Linked DNA regions of Rattus norvegicus: region 2 is linked to region 1. The links are chromatin contacts, called in public Hi-C maps. All regions are on one chromosome and are shown on one strand. The core of a region is the stretch at or near the end of the contact, and the rest is flanking DNA. Distances in the headings are between cores, read along the strand shown.

Evidence for each region. A called contact is a pair of places that touch in the nucleus more often than the background predicts.
Region 2: a Hi-C map of Schwann cells shows a contact between it and region 1, with 8 times the contacts expected there. The contact joins the promoter of Rad52 here to the enhancer-like site in region 1. A contact is called at or near these places in 6 of 12 Hi-C or Micro-C datasets (the A7r5 cell line, the Rat2 cell line, Schwann cells and 3 more) and 1 of 1 datasets of contacts at active chromatin or transcription factors (oligodendrocytes).

The regions. Positions count from the first base shown.
Region 1 is chr4:154,338,611-154,342,636 of GRCr8, forward strand. It overlaps Fbxl14 (F-box and leucine-rich repeat protein 14), which reads left to right. Exons shown (of 1, transcript NM_001271276.2): 1 at 1-28. It also overlaps a transcript of Wnt5b not described here. Among named protein-coding and RNA genes, the nearest start is that of Fbxl14, 5.8 kb to the left of the region's middle. Within about 2 kb of position 2,116, at least 8 of the 93 cell types and tissues checked have an H3K27ac peak or open chromatin away from gene starts, as enhancers often do.
Region 2 is chr4:154,776,286-154,780,311 of GRCr8, forward strand. Rad52 (RAD52 homolog, DNA repair protein) reads left to right here and starts at 2,035. Exons shown (of 12, transcript NM_001354109.1): 1 at 2,035-2,210.

The sequences.
Region 1 (4,026 bases), core at 866-3,365:
TGGCTGGTTCCTAGATCATCCCATCATTCCAGGCAGACAGCTAGAACCAAGGTTGCTGTGGGAATGAGGGCCTTATAAAGTGTTCAAGCTCTAAACTTGGACATAACACAAAAGCTGCGTTGTTCCTTTCTCCAGTCACCAAGAGTCTGACGCTAGATCTGTCTTCCCCTTCTTTAGGGACAACACAGGTTACTGTTCCTTAATTCCCTAAAGACAGCACAGCAGCAGCAAAAAGTAGGAACCCTAGAGAGAAGTGGTCTGAATTAGGCCTGCTTCCTAGGAATCTGGCCCAACTCCCGGGGTTCCACCATGGTCTGGTCTGAAAGTTAAACCACGCTAACATTCTCTATCTAACCCCATGGAAATAATCCCTTGACCAATACTTGGAACAGTAAGTTTAAGGGGCTGGAGAGGTGGCTCAGGAGTAAAGCACATACTGTGCTTGCAGAGGACTGAAGTTCAGTTCCCAGCATCCCCTTCGGCAGCTCCTGTAACTCCATCTCCACTGGGATCTGATTACTGCGCACCTGTAGTCATGTCCACAGGCACCACACATAAGTTTCAAATAATAAAAGTAAATGTTTAAAGGTTGGTAAGTTAGCATTTGAGAGGTCAGATCATGGGTCTTGGCGTCCACTACCTGAACTAGGCAAGCATACAGAACTTCTCGGGACGGAGATAAACATTTTACAACTGGTAATGGAGACCAAGCACCTACATCTCTCCCTTGAATGGAAAACAAAAAAAAAAACAAACAAACAAACAAAAAAACGTTGGGCTTTGCGTGGTACTTTTTAACTTTTTAACCCTTCAAGCCATCTCCCTGTTTTTCCGGTGGGGCACAAACTGCCTTATATCGCCTAACCAGGGAGGGAGCCACAATCTGAACTAAGCCCCTTCTCTGGAAGATCAGTTGCTGACTCTACCTTGGTTTCCTGTGATGTGACCCTCAAGTGAGTGGGAGCTGGGTGTAGCTACTGCTTCAAAGAGAGTAAGGGTAAGCTCGGTACCGGAAGGGTGGAGAGAGGCTTTGAGGGCTGGAAGGATATCTCAGGGTTTGCTGAGACTCAAGAAAAGCAGAGGCTGTACAGAAGCTCATGCCTGTGACCCCAACCGAGCAGAATTGCTTAAGGTAAACTAGCTGCACAGCGGGACCATCGCAGGAGAGCGGGGGGAAAAAAGCCACTGGGGTAGATGGGGAGGGGAATTCACCACAAACCTTACAGTCCAACAATCATCTGCCACAGAAACTGGAAAAGGACTCCTGGCTTCTTCAGGGGTCACCGACAGTAGCCTCTTCCTTTAATACAACTGTAAGTGGGGTTCAGGCAACTTCTGCAGCGTCCGAGGGCCACAGTGACCTCTGGCTACAAGCCAGGGTGTGGTGTAAACTTCTCCCCCTGCTGAGCCCCCTCAGGCATTACAGGCAGAGGAGGGGAAGCCCAGCAGCGAGAATACCTGCCCACCTCACATCTACTAAAACTATAAGTTGGTGCCAGGACCATTAAAGAGAAAACAAACGGATTAAAAAAAAAAGAATTCAAATCTATAATAAATATCTTTTAAAAGTACATGTTTCTTTTATTGTAGTTTTCTTCCAAGGATGTAGGAGCTAGGGGTGCATACCCCAGCATCACATAAACTGGGTGTGTGGTGTAGCCCTCTAATCCCGGTACTCAGAGCAACAAAAGTTCAAGGCAGTTCTTGGCTACTTATTGAGTTGGAAGCCAACCTGGGTGGGCTGATGAGAACCTACCCTACAACCCCATAAAAAAGAAGGGCAGATGATCTGTCTTCCAAACCCCGAGGTTTCCCTGGAAGGGCGTCGGTCTCTGTGTTTTAAGGCAGAGTCTCACAATGTAGCCCTGGCTAGCCTAGAACTCAAAATGTCCAGGCTGGCACTGAACTTGAACAGCTACCCTCCTGCTTTGGCCTCCCTAGTCCTGAGGTTACAGGCATTTGTAAACCACCAAACCTAGCTCTAAACCAAGGTTTTCAAAGGCACAGGAGAGAGTTGTAGCCCTTCAGGACCACTGAGTTTTCAGGGAACAAGGGCCTTTTCAGTAAGAGATACGATCTGTGGAACAAAGCCAAGGCCTCACGCAGCTGGCAGCTGCCTCCCGGTTCTGAAAGGAAGAGGCCCAGGCTTCTGGTTCTGCTCTGCCAGAGTAGGGAGGAGCTAGAGAAGGCATGGGATCCCCTCTCCTCCTCCATCAAACATCACCCCTTTAGAAAGCTAATTCTGTCCCTTTGATAGAAGGAAAGACATTTTATGCCATTACGAACCCTGGAGGGAGGTGTGAGGCCCTTGAAATGAGGAAAGGCACAGGGTTGGGAGCCAGCTAGTTCAGCCCTAAGCTCACACTTGGGCCACACAGCCCATTTCTGCCAATGCACTTGTTCCAACACTGAGTGCTAGGTTAGTGCTTTTTAAAGCAAACCTCACAAAGTAGGTAAGAAATGGGATTTAAATTGGTGTCGACTGTTTGTATGTAACGTACATCTGGTGAGAGGAGACTGCACAGCCACCTCAGGCTGTTCTCGCTCTTGGGTGCAAACATGTTTCCCGGTCACTGCAAACGTGTTGGAAGTGCTTGCAGATGATCAGTTTTAGTCTCTTCCTCTTTCCCAGGGATCACTTTGATCTTGCCTGGTGGGACTGCCTTTAGCCTTCAGCCAGCCAGCATATACCCTGTCCTCCATCGAGGTGACATTTATTACTGCCACAGTAATTCTGCCTTTAAGAAGCCACTCACCCTAGTGCCAACAAGACTGCAATTTCCAGTATCTCGGCCGCTGTGAGTTAGCCACAGAGAGTGTACTCCCTTTCCCTAAGCAAGGAAAGAAAGTTTTGCTTTTTGTTCTCTGAGCCAGGGTCTCACTCTAATGCAAACTGACTTGGAATTCACCATGTGGCCCAGGCTGACCTCAGGCCTTGCTGGGATTATAACATGAACCACCATTCCCTGGTATAAGTTCTTATTATCTCATTACTCTTCTACCTTTTAATTGTCTAAGGACCAAGTACCACATGCCCTTACACAGTGACGGGGTTAGGGGTGGCAGACAGAGTACATGCCTAGCATGCTTGAGGTCCTGGGTTCCATTTCCAGCGCTGAATGAGAAAACAACTTATCATGTATCTGTGACACTGGAAAACAGTGCATCTCAGTTACAAAAGAGGGAGCTGGTCTGTGTCGGCGGCAAGAGGCCGCAGCTCAGTGCGATATATCAAGAAAAGTACTGGTGTGGCGTACTGGAGAGAGCTGGGTCGACAGCCGGCTGATACTGCACACTGGATTTTATACTTGGAGAGTCAATAAGATGGCATGCAGGTGACATGAGAATTCTGCCTCAGTGTGGAAGCTGATACAGACTTTAATATACACTAAGATATGGCCCACGTGCAGCTACTTCTGGGACCATGAATTACTCCAGTGCCCTCTGAAAGGTCCTGCACTGGGCTCTGGAACCGTGGCTGCTGCTTCTATTCAGTAGTGAAGGCTTGACCTCACTGGTGTTTCCTTATGCCTCCCCATGGTCCACAAAGAGTCAGAGCCCTCATTTGTTACATCCAGGGCCTCCACAAAGACGGGGTCTCACGCAGCCCAGCCGTCCACGAACTCATTACATGGCCACAGCTGCTCCTGACCGCCAAGGAATTACGGTGTGCACAGCTCATCCGGCTGACACTAGGCGCATGGGCATAACCTGCTCTGTGGAACAGCCAGTCATGTCATGCTGCCTGTCTGTAATGGCCGCTCATATCATGGGCCCAGGATGTGGGAGTTGGACGGTAGGGAGATCGTTCAAGACGCAGTCACTATTTCTCAAGCAGTATGGGGCTATTCAGCATTGGCTTGGGTAATACTGCTGTCCTCACTTGGTAATGACACAAAATATCACAAAGGTCGGTCACATTGCATCTCCTTAGGAAGCTTTGCCACCCCTATTCATAGACACGGCTGCTTCCATTTCCCAGGCTAGGGCAAGGCTTTCTGAGAAGTGGTCTCTCAGCAGGAGTCA
Region 2 (4,026 bases), core at 785-3,284, 440 kb after region 1:
GTTTCTGGGCAAACATCCCCCTCCCCCTCCCCTTCCTTATGGGTGTTCCCCTCCCCACCCTCCCCCCATTGCCGCCCTCCCCCAACATTTTCTCTTAACCGGTTAGTAAACTCACCAGCCCTTCCTTAGTGGTTTTAACTTTTTTTTTTTTTTTTTGAGACAGTTTCTCTGTAATGTAGCCCTGACTGTCTTGTAACTCACTGTGTAGACCAGGTTGGTTTTCGCGTGTCTGCCCTCTGAGTGCTGAACGTAAGGTGTGTACCATGTCGTGCTGCACCTTCATTTTTAAAAGGAAGATTCATTTTTATTTATATGTATGCATGTTTTGTGTGTCTGGGTCGATGAGTGCCTTATGTGTACGGTGCCTTCAGAGGCCAGAAGAGAGCACTGGGCCCTCTGGAACTGCAGTTACAGGTAGTTCTGAGTTGCCTAATTTGGGCGTGGGGAACCTGACTCAGGTTCTCTGAAATAGCATGTGCTCTTAAACTGTGGAGCCATCTCTGTAGCCACAAATACTCAGGCTATCCTCCCCTGTCCTTGGGATTGAGCCCACTGCTTCATATATGCTAAGCAAGAGTCCTACTGGTGGGGGCTGGAGAGATGGCTCAGTGGTTAGGAGCACTGACTGCTCTTCCTAGAGGTCCTGAGCTCAAATCGCAGCAACTACACTGTGGCTCAGAACCATCTGTAATGGGTGCCAGCCTCTTCTGGTGTGTCTGAGGACAGTGAGAGTGCACTCACATACCTACAATAAGTAAAATCTTTGAAAAAAATTAAAAAAATAAGAGTCCTGCTACTAAGCTATAATGCCAACCTTCTTTTTATAGGTAAAAAGCCCAGGCTCTCCTTGAGTTTGGGATTCTCCTGTTTCAACTTCCTCAGTCGTTTGGGTTACAGGCCTGTGCCCCCAGGATTGGCAAACTTGGTGGCACAGTTTCAAAAGATGTTTTTCTTTTCTTCGAGACAGGGTTTCTCTGTGTAGCCCTGACCGTCCTGGAACTCACTCTGAAGACCAGGCTGGCCTTGAACTCAAGACAGGCCTGCCTCTGCCTCCTGAGTCCTGGGATTAAAGGCGTGCTTCTGCCTTTTGAGTGCTGGAATTAAAGGCGTGCTTCCCCACTGCCCAGAGAAAGAGTCTTTTCTTTTTTTGTGCAAGTATTGGGCATGTTGAGTGGCCAGCTAATTCCAGAAACTGCTGAGTTCTTCTTGTAGCTGGTGTCGTTGTCCTGTTACCTTGGTCTTGTCGGTATGGACCCTACATTGGGCTAAAGAACTTTCGATTTATTTATTTATTTATTTATTTATTTATTTATTTATTTATTTATTTATTTATTTATTTATTTTGTTATTTATTTTGTTATTTATTTATTTATTTATTTATTTTGTTCTTTTTTTCGGAGCTGGGGACCGAACCCAGGACCTTGCGCTTCCTAGGTAAGCGCTCTACCACTGAGCTAAATCCCCAACCCCTCGATTTATTTATTAACTGCATCTGACTCCGTGTTCCTGGGAAGACTAGTTAAGCCAATCATCCAGGAAAACACAGAAGATCCTAGAGATAGTGGTCATATAATGAATTGGTTAAATTGTAGCAATCCGGAGGCCTGAACCAAAAAGTTCTCAGTGTATAAACTACACATTGGGGATATAGATCTGCTGTAAAGCAGAAAACACCATAAACTGGGATCGGTCTGGTTGAATTTCTGCGGAAATCCCTCTGGCTGCCAGGGTCTCAGAGTTTAAAAGTGCTTGGAGGAGAGGTTGGCTCCAGGAGTCACCCAGCCCGGTCACACCAGGCACCCTCGCAGGGCGCCTAGAGAAACCAGATAGAAGGCGAAGAGTCAGCCTCGGGAGAGCTTGGAAGAAGCCGCACCCTTGAAGAGAGAGCAATGACCACCGAAGCTGTGGTGGTATCGCGGCTCCAACACGACCCTGGCTGTAGGATGGCTGATTGCTGCAGACCGCAACTTAATAGCGAGCGAATCAGGATGCCAAATCCTCCGCGGCCTCCAGCTCGCCACGAGATTTGCGACAGTCGGCTTTGCTGCTCTCGTCGACTTCGGACTTGACTTACGGCTCCTCTTCTGTTATTCTTTGGGCTCAGACCTTCTTCCCAGCGTTCCCTGAGCTTGCGCCTCGATCTCTTCTGCGAGGCCCTCTCCAGCCTCCCAGCACCCAGGACCGAGCTCCTGCGTGCACCGCGTTCCGAGGCACGTGAGTGCAGGCGGCCCTCGCTGGGGTGGTTCCAGCGGGGTCGCAGAGCGTGGGACCCTTTGGATTCGGGCGGCTGCTGGGCACGCCCTGCACGGGGGCGTCTCATTTAGGGAGACCTAGTCCGGAAGTCCCCTGGGCTCCGCTGATTCTGGACGGAGGCGCCGGGTCTGCGGTGCTGACCGCGAGCTAGGGAGGGCAGCCCGGGCTGTAGTAGCGGTTCTCTGCACAAGGTGACACGCGCGCCGACTGTTAACAGTCTGTGACTGGGTGAAGTCGGATGGAGTGGGTTGGGTTGAGAAGAAACGGTGGACTTGACCTTCGGAGTAGCCTTTCCGGACTTTGAAAACTGAGGCGTGCATTAGTACGTTTAAATTCACTCCTTAGAGGTGTGCAGTTCTCTGGTTACTCATATGCTTGGGGGTTGTGCAACCCTTAGCATCATCGAATTCCACAACATTTTCATCACTCCTAAATAAATCCTGAAGCTCCAGTGAGCTCTCCATTCCACCACTTTCCCCCTCGTCCCAGGACCCCTTCTACTCTGTCAGTGAACTTGCCTGTTTCGCTTGTGTGAAATAATACAGTTCGTTCTCGTTCTCTCTCTCTCTCTCTCTCTCTCTCTCTCTCTCTCTCTCTCTCTCTCTCTCTCTGTGTGTGTGTGTGTGTGTGTGTAGGATCTGTTTCCGCAGAATAAAGTTCTGTCGTGTGTATGGTTTCAACTATCCATCAGATGACTAAGTTGTTGGCCATCTAGGCTGATTCCACTACATCCATGACATCTCGTATTGCTGCTTTAATAAGAGCTAGACAGGGGCCGGAGAGATGGCTCAGTGGTGAAGAGCACTGACTGCTCTTCCAGAGGTCCTGAGTTCAAATCCCAGCAACCACATGGTGGCTCACAACCATCTGTAATGAGATCTGATGCCCTCTTCTGGTGTGTGTGAAGACAGCTACAGTGTATTCACATATAATAAATAAATAAGTCTTTAAAAAAAATAAGAGCTGGACAATGATAGCACCAATTGACATGCCCACTTGGAAGGGGGGCAGGATCTTGAAGGGCCAACCCCTAGATGTAGAGCTACAGACAATGACTGTTGAGACAGGGAGAATAGATACTAGAGATGAACCCCCTAACGGATAACCCAGTACCAAGTGATCAGCCCTAAAATCATGCATGTACATGCTACATTAAACAGACTTAGGGTTATATTTATATATTCACATATGTATGTCTGTGTTGTCTGTGTAAAACAAACACAAAAAGGCCATGATGTTGAGAGGGGGATATGAGGGATTGGATATGATGAGTATAATGTAATTATATTTCATTTAAAAAAAACATCAAGGCTAGAAAGATGACTCAGTGGATAAGAGGACTGGCTGCTCTTCCCAAGGACCTGGGTTCAGTTCCCAGCATTCAACATGATAGCTTACAGCTATCTATAACTCTAGTTATAAGGAATACGTGGAGGCACCAGGCACACATGGGGTGCCCAGATAAGCATGCGGGCAAAACACCCATATAATACAAACATTGAATGTTTTTTTTTTAAGATTCAAAATTTCTAATCTTTAAAAAACACAGGGGCTGAAGAAATGGCTTAGTGGTTAAGAGCAATGGCTGTTCTTTCAGAGGACCTGGGTTTAATTCCCAGCGCCCACGTGTCTATAACTTCAATTGCAGAGGTCCAGCACCATCATATAGACATAATATGCTGACAAACTACCAATGTACATAGTTTAAAAAAATAAAAAATGTTAGCTGGGTGTGGTGGTACATACTTTTAATCCCAGCACTCAGGAGACAGA